Linked DNA regions of Oryzias latipes: region 2 is linked to region 1. The links are chromatin contacts, called in public Hi-C maps. All regions are on one chromosome and are shown on one strand. The core of a region is the stretch at or near the end of the contact, and the rest is flanking DNA. Distances in the headings are between cores, read along the strand shown.

What was found. A called contact is a pair of places that touch in the nucleus more often than the background predicts.
Region 2: a contact with region 1 is called in a Hi-C map of embryo, with 3 times the contacts expected there. The contact joins the promoter of nek1 here to the promoter of pdgfra in region 1. A contact is called at or near these places in 3 of 5 Hi-C or Micro-C datasets (embryo and fibroblasts).

The regions. Positions count from the first base shown.
Region 1 is chr4:529,701-533,533 of ASM223467v1, reverse strand. pdgfra (platelet-derived growth factor receptor alpha) reads left to right here and starts at 1,723. Exons shown (of 29, transcript XM_004084773.4): 1 at 1,723-1,916; 2 at 3,449-3,524; 3 at 3,609-3,833. The coding sequence starts at 3,467.
Region 2 is chr4:1,038,650-1,042,486 of ASM223467v1, reverse strand. It overlaps nek1 (serine/threonine-protein kinase Nek1), which reads right to left and starts at 2,418. Exons shown (of 37, transcript XR_002873127.1): 1 at 2,310-2,418; 2 at 1,876-2,024; 3 at 1,677-1,773; 4 at 238-335; 5 at 57-140.

The DNA.
Region 1 (3,833 bases), core at 474-2,973:
CAGAGATCGGTGTAGAAACATGCATAGTATTCTGCATAAAAATGTAAGACAATCAAAGCTTGTTGAGAGCACCCCCCCCCCCCCGAGCTTTGCTAGAAAGATCTTTGACAAAAAAAATAGAGCATGTCCACAGATATTTTTCAATTTAATAAAAGAGTGCCCTAATAATTTTATAAGAAAATATTCCAATAGATAGCAACAACGTTAACAAGTTAAGATTGTAGATAAAGAGACAGACAGACAGACAGACAGACAGACAGACAGACAGACAGACAGACAGACAGACAGACAGACAGACAGACAGACAGACAGATAGATAGATAGATAGATAGATAGATAGATAGATAGATAGATAGATAGATAGATAGATAGATAGATAGATAGATAGATAGATAGATAGATAGATAGATAGATAGATAGATAGATAGATAGATAGATAGATAGATAGATAGATTAAAATTTAAATATACATTATGAATTAAATCATTTGGGACTAAAAAGGTTTTTGATACTATCGTGGCTCATCACAATGGTTGAGCTAGTTTTTGAAACCCCATACAAAAAAATGTGAAGTAGGTTACATGATTGTTTTTTTTAAATACATATATACTGTGTCAGAAATACCTTTTGACATTCCTCCTCAAAGCCCCTGGTGGTCAGTCACAGGAAGGACAAATGGGATTAAACAAGAAACTCTTCCGGTCCAGAAACAATAAAACAAAATATATGATGTCATTATTTTATTATCCTGGGTTACAGAGAAGTAAATTCTTGTTTTCAGTGAAAGTTGACATTCCCCTTTATCAGTAAAAACACAATTATTTGTAAAGGTTTTACCTGCATGGCTGTATTTAGTTTTTTCTCAGAAAACCCATCAGAAGGTGGAGCTTCAGCCCAGTTTGAGGTAAATTTGCTCTTCTGAGGCTGAAGTTCTTTGTTTGGAGAACAAGGACACAGTTCTTCTAACATGTGGAAGTGATTCCACCAAGAGGCTGCATACGCGGAGCGGAGGAGGGGGTGGGGAGTGGGCCCCGGGCCCTTGCCTCTACCTTTAGGTTTTTCTGGTATTTCTGTCCTGTACCCAGTTGGTCAATGGGATCCATTGTTCCCGCCCAAGAGTTTGGAGACTCGCACCAACTTAAGCGGTTCTGCTCATAGACTTGGTTATCTGGCATGCAACCAATTTTGTTTTCTGGTGATGAAAACGATGTTTGAACGACCCTGATGTTTGAAGTCTCTTTTCTGTTGTCAGATGTGTGGTGGATGTGTGCCGCGCTCCAGGACTGCGCGTAAATATGATGGTGTTGGAGCGCCCCCTGCTCCTCTGGGCTGCAGTGCCTGATTCCAGCTCCACACACTGGATCCGTTCACTTAAAAAATCTGATTCTACATGAAAAATAAAAGCTATAATTGCTGTACCCGTGCGTTTCGAGAAACAAATCTCATCTTTTGCATGCGCAATAAAGGATCATAGATTTTTTAAACAACAGCCACGTTGGACTTAACCCAAATAAAGGCTTTTAAAAGTTTTTAAATCAAGAAATCAGTGAAATCTGAGTAAACATTTCATGATCAAGACTCTTATTCTCACTTTGAAACTGGGTTCAGCGCTTCACCAGAAGGGGGGGGGGTGTATTTCCTGAGCGTTATTTACTTTAAGCAAGATGCTTTGCTTTTTCTGCAGGGGCTGGAGGGGGAGGACTGTAACGTTGAATCAGTTACAGGTCGCCGTGGCTGCAGCGCAGTTGTGAAGGCGGTCGCTGATGCGGGCGGAGGGTCGCGCAGACAGACGCTCGACAGCGCATGATCTCCAAGGATTAACGCCGCTGCAAAGGAGCCTTTTTTTGCGCCTTTTTACTCGCCTATTCATTCTGGATATCATCGCACTAAAGCAATAGAGAGGGGATTAGTAAAAGGTAACTGAGAGCTCTATTGAAGTAGTTTCATAACTTATTTAAAAATCATTTTAATCTATTGTAGTAGGTTTTTGTTTGTTTCGTTGTTGTTGGTGGTTTTTTTTTAGTTTTGCTACAATCTTATCTAATTACCGCAGTATCCTTTTTCTGTAAACCTACAAAAAGTTTATCAAACTTTATTGGTGAATCTGTGGAGCCTCCAGACCTTGTAAGTTGTCATAACTTCATTAAGCGATGATTCGTAAAGGTTTTCGCCGGTTGTCTGAAGTCCTCTCTCCGGTCCCCCATTTGGCTGAGCGGGAGACGTGGCTCACGCTGTTGGATAAAGGCGCTCAGTTCTCGCCTCACAGCTGGATGTTTCACCTCCAAGACAGAAGGCTCTGCTGCGGGGTGCTGCTTGTGTTTAATTGGGAACACATTGGAGTGCTTACGCAGCGCACTATCTTCTCCTCTGGTGGAATTTTGTTGGGAATTCAAGCGGAAAATCTTTGGAGTGAAACTTGATGGACATCCAAAAGAGAAATGAAACTACAACAAAACGGAAAAAGAGGAGCTGGGGTTTTTTTGGTGGTGGATCAGTGGGGGGTTACTACATTCTCCACCTCCCAAACCCCACTGCGACACCAAGGACTTCAGCAGCTAAGGAAAACAGATCTCTGCATCTTCAGCGATGCACCTTTCTCGCAGCCCCCACTGAAGCTGAAGCAGATCATCTTCTGTCAGCTGCTGCACAGATGGCCCCCAGCTCAGCACAGGCTGCCTCATTCTGATTCTGTGCATTTGCCGCTTGCTCGGAGAGCAGGGAGCTCAGCATGACAGACGCGCAGGGCACGCGCGGAGCTGGAGCGCCTCTGCAGTCTGTTGACGCTCACGAGATCTCCGCTAAGGACAAAAAGCGCAAACCTAATGTGCATTTCGTCAACTGATTCCCACGCATATATACTTTGTGTGCAGAGGGTGCGCTAATTATAGAGTCAACAAACCCAGACTCTTAATGGACTGTTCGAGCTTTTTGTGCCGAGCCTCAGTCGGAGGAGAACCGCAGCAACTACAAGAAGAAGTTAGAGGACACTGATGAAAGACTCCCAGAACAATGTCCCAAAACAAAAAGTCACAGAAGTGATTCAAAGTACGGATTAGACACAGAGAGCTGCGGTTTAAAGTCAGACAGAACCACAGTGTCCACAGTTCTGTGTTTTTCTCCATCAATTCGCACTGAAGGCGGTCTATCCTCAAATGATGGACTGTGTCGCCCTCTACCGGAGCATTTGTGCTCTGCACCATCCTCAAATCACTAGATTATTTTAGACTTGGTTGATCTCACCTCGAAAGACTCCTTAAACTTTTTGACTACGGTAAAGCATAACGTGGGGAGCATCGACATTCTGACCCCCCCCCCCCCCCCCACACACACACACATACACGCCCCCTTTTGTTGAAGGAACAAAACCTTAATCAAACTGGCAACTAATGGAGAATTTGCAAAAACATTCTAAATGGTGTGTTGTTTTCTCTCTGTTCTGTCTTCACAGGCCTGAGCATCCATAACCATGGGTGGGGTGAGAACATTTGCTGTGTTTAAGAAATTCCTGGTGCTGCTGGTTCTAGGTAAGTAGGTATTTGAGACTGCAATGAATTTTACAACTTTTTCCCCCCATGAATCTCTGTAATGGTTGCAAATCTGTCCCTCAGGCACCTCTGCAGTTGCAAGACCAACCATCACCCCAAACCTAAAGGAACTTTTTCTACAACCTCACTCTTTCCTCAACTTGACCTGCTTTGGGGAGAGTAAAAAAGTCTCCTGGGTCAAGCCCCTGCCAGAAAACTCCATAGTCATTACAGGGAACAACTCAGCCACTCTGCTCATTTCCAGAGTCACTGTGGGGAACACAGGCTTTTATGTGTGCAATTATGAAG
Region 2 (3,837 bases), core at 1,169-3,668, 510 kb before region 1:
GGGAACAGTGTAGAGCTTTGGCTAAAACAATGAGGTCTGGATGAGGGAAGCAGTACCTGTGACTTGATGTCCCTGTGCAGAATCTTGCGACCATGCACGTGTTTGAGCGCCAAACAAATCTGCACAAACCAGTCCAAGATCTTTGAGGGGAGAGAAGCAGGTCAGCACCAGCATTGCTCCTGGCAGAGATGACCACGGCTTGATTTGATCAAAATAAAGAATCAAATCATGCTTTACTTGGTCTTCAGAGAAAAGCACTCCTTTCTGAGAGTTGATCTTCTTGAACAGGTCTCCGCCCTCACAGTAGTCCATTACAATGTACAAACAACCGCCCTCTGGAAAACACAAAACAACAACACTGTGCCGGTTATCTAAAGTTTTCACAGCTTTCCCAGACGTCTTTTATTTATAAATATGCAGTTTTCAGCCAAATTCGGTTTTCTAGAACATAGTTTCTGCAGAGCAGCAGGAGTTCATTAGAAATTCACCAGGACCCCTGGTGCGGATTAAACCTGCCCCCATTTCCCATTATCCATCTGTTTACACATTCTCCCGATGGCTTACAGCCCCTCACACCCCTGACATGACATTAGTGGTGGAACAAAACTGGCAGCAATATCGTAGCTATGCAGCCGTACAGTTTAGCCCAGATTCCAGCTCAGACAAGGAAAACGTTAAAGAGCCACTCCAGTGAAAATCCTGTTTTTGGTGTTTTTAGCATGTTCTTGTAGATTTTTGTCACAATAGAGGACATTACAGAATTTAGAATTAGAATTGCTTGTCTTTTCAAATCGTTATGAATCAGGAGCAAATAAAAAAATAAATTTGAAAAAGCTTTTATTTTTATTGTGATGTAGAAACTGAATGGCCACCAGCTTCCTGCTCTGCTTCATTCTGATCATCCACCTGCAGACCAACAGATCCATGAACGTCTCTGTTTTCCTGGTCTGAGCTGGAATCTGGATCAGAACCGGACAGATGGACAGATCTGATTTCGCTGCCATTTTTGTTGCACCGCTAACATTAGGTTGGGGGCGTGAGGGGCTGTAAGGTAGCAGGAGAGAGTGTAAACAAAGGGTTGTTGGGAAATCAGCGGAGGCTTACTTCCACGCCAACAGTCCCGCCCACAACTCAGAGGTGAATTTTGAATGAATTCTTACCTCGCTGCACAACTTTTGTCTGGAAGACGACAAAGATTTTTGGACTTTGGCTCAAAACTGTAGAATCATAATTGAAAGACCACTGGGAACACTTTGAAAATTTATCAAAATATGAATGGAGTGGGAATTTATTCATGTATTCATCTTCTGCCGTTTTATCCCTTTCGGGGTCACGGGGCTGCTGGAGCCTATCCCGGCCACTTGTGGGCGAAGGCAGGGGACACCCTGGACAGGTCGGCAGTCTGTCACAGGTGGGACTTCAACGGATCTAATTTTGAGCAAGCATCAGAATAGGGCGGAGCAGGGGGCTTGTGGCTCGCCACCTGTAGCAGCTACATCACAGCCCCAAGCTTATTCCACATGCATCTGCTCCTGATTCACAACGACTTGAATAAAGAAACACTCAGAAATGCAATTTTAAGCTTCATTTTCTTTATACATGTCCTCCATCACTAGAAAGGGCACGAGAACTCTTAGACTCTTTAGATGATCAGGTGATCTCTGAACTGTCCATACCTTCAAATGACTCCTTATACTGGACAATGTTGGGGTGACTCATGTTGGCGAGAACAGACACCTCTTTCCGAGACTCCCGCCTCTCTTTGGTTGACATCTGCCAAAAGCAACATGGATGTCATTAGAGTCAGCCTACAGCACATGCTAAGGCTAATAGAAATCAACTCTTCTTCTTCTTCTTCTTTTTAAAGGAGGTTACCCCAGAGATGCCAATCTCCTTAATGACATACTGGCGTCCATCCTCTTTCGAGTTGACTAGGATGGCCTTCCCAAAGGAGCCCTCCCCGATCTGCTTCACGTTTTCGTACTTGTCCATGTCACTGAAATGACCTGCTCCACATGCTGGCTCTGAAATGGCATCAGAAACGACTCTATGCCTTAAAAGCTTCCGATTTTAGAGCAAAATTTCGCTCATTATACTGAATTTCTTCCTAAGTGTGCAGAGAAGCAGGTGATGATGATGCGGACAGACAGAGACGCAGCTGCCAGATCATGGCTAACCTCACCAGAGGCTCCACGAAGATGAAAAGGGTTCGTTAAATAAAAGCCCCATAACAACTCAGAACATTTACTAAAACATCTAAACAAGCAAGAGTTTAGTCAAAGTCACAAACCGTCTGAAAATGAGCTTACCATCAGTCTTTTTCCGCTGCTATTTTGCCGAACGTCTGGTTTGTGCTAAAGCCACATATGCCCTGACAGCAATCCCCTTCCTGCATTCTGATTGGTCAGCTTCAAGAAGCCGTTCAGGGATTGGTTCATTTTAACTCTCATCATCTTCCTTGACAATTTCCCGCCTCCTCTCTGGATTTCCTCCCTCCCTCCTCTCTGGATCTGTTGCTGTGGACGTTTGTCTTAACAACTGGGTATGGCAGCCCAAAATAGACAAAAATAAGAACACCGGAAAAGCGCCGAACGAGCCAGTTATGAGACCGTTTCTGAAAAGACCCACGTTATTTACTTCTTGTGCACTTAAGTGTATACTTATCCCTTTAATTAGATCAAATTTAATCTTAGTTATATGTATAATTGATAAAAAGCAACCAGAACACATGTTTACGGACACCTTCAGTAGAAAATGTTGTCCATGCAAACAGAAATAATTCCGTTGTGCTTTCCTCTGTCTTCTTCTTTGCAAAGAAAGAGTTTTAAACAAATACATCAGAAAAGAGCTAAATCTTTTGAACCTATAGCCTATAAATACAAAGGTAAAAATAATCTTTGTTGGCACTTTGAATCATGATAATGGGCGATTCCAGAATTGGAATCACCCATATTTTGATGATAAGTAAATCTTCACCTTTCCAATTCAGTGCTACATATTCATTAATAATAGCTAATAAATTGTCAAAGGCTTGATTTTCTCAGCTTACAGGTCAATTGTACATTTTTATTACATTATATGCAGTGGGTCAAAAATGTGTTCAGTCAGCCACCAATTGTTTAAGTTCTCCCACTTAAAAACATTACAGAGGCCTGTAATTTTCATCATAGGTAAACCTCAACTATGAGAAACACAATGAGAAAAAAACAGCAAAAAAAAATTCTCCAATTTTTAAAGAATTCATTCGTAAATTATGGAGGAAAATAAGTATTTGGTCAATAAAAAAGTTCAACTCAATACTATTTATTTACCCTTTGTTGACAATGACAGCAGTCAGACGTTTTCTGTAAGTCTTCACAAGGTTTTCAAAAACTGTTGCTGGTATTTTGGCCCATTCCTCCATGCAGATCTCCTCTAGAGCAGTGATGTTTTGGGGCTGTCACTGGGCCACACGAGCTTTCAACCCCCTCCAAAGATTTTCTATGAGGTTGAGATCTGGAGACTGGCTAGGCCACTCTAGGACCTTGAAATGTTTCTCATGAAGCCACTCCTTTGTTACCCGGGCAACGTGTGTTTAGGATCGTTGTCGTGCTGAAAGATCCAACCATGTTTCATCTTCAGTGTCCTTGCTGATGGAAGGAGGTTTTCACTCAAAATCTGAGGATACATGGCCCCATTCATTCTTTCCTTTACATCAGTTGTCCTGGTCCGTTTGCTGAAAAACAGCCCCAAACCATGATGGTTCCACCACCATGCTTTACAGTAGGTATGGTCTTCTTTGGATGCAACTCAGCTTTCTTTCTCCTGCAAACAGTAGAGTTCTTACTAAAAGTTCTA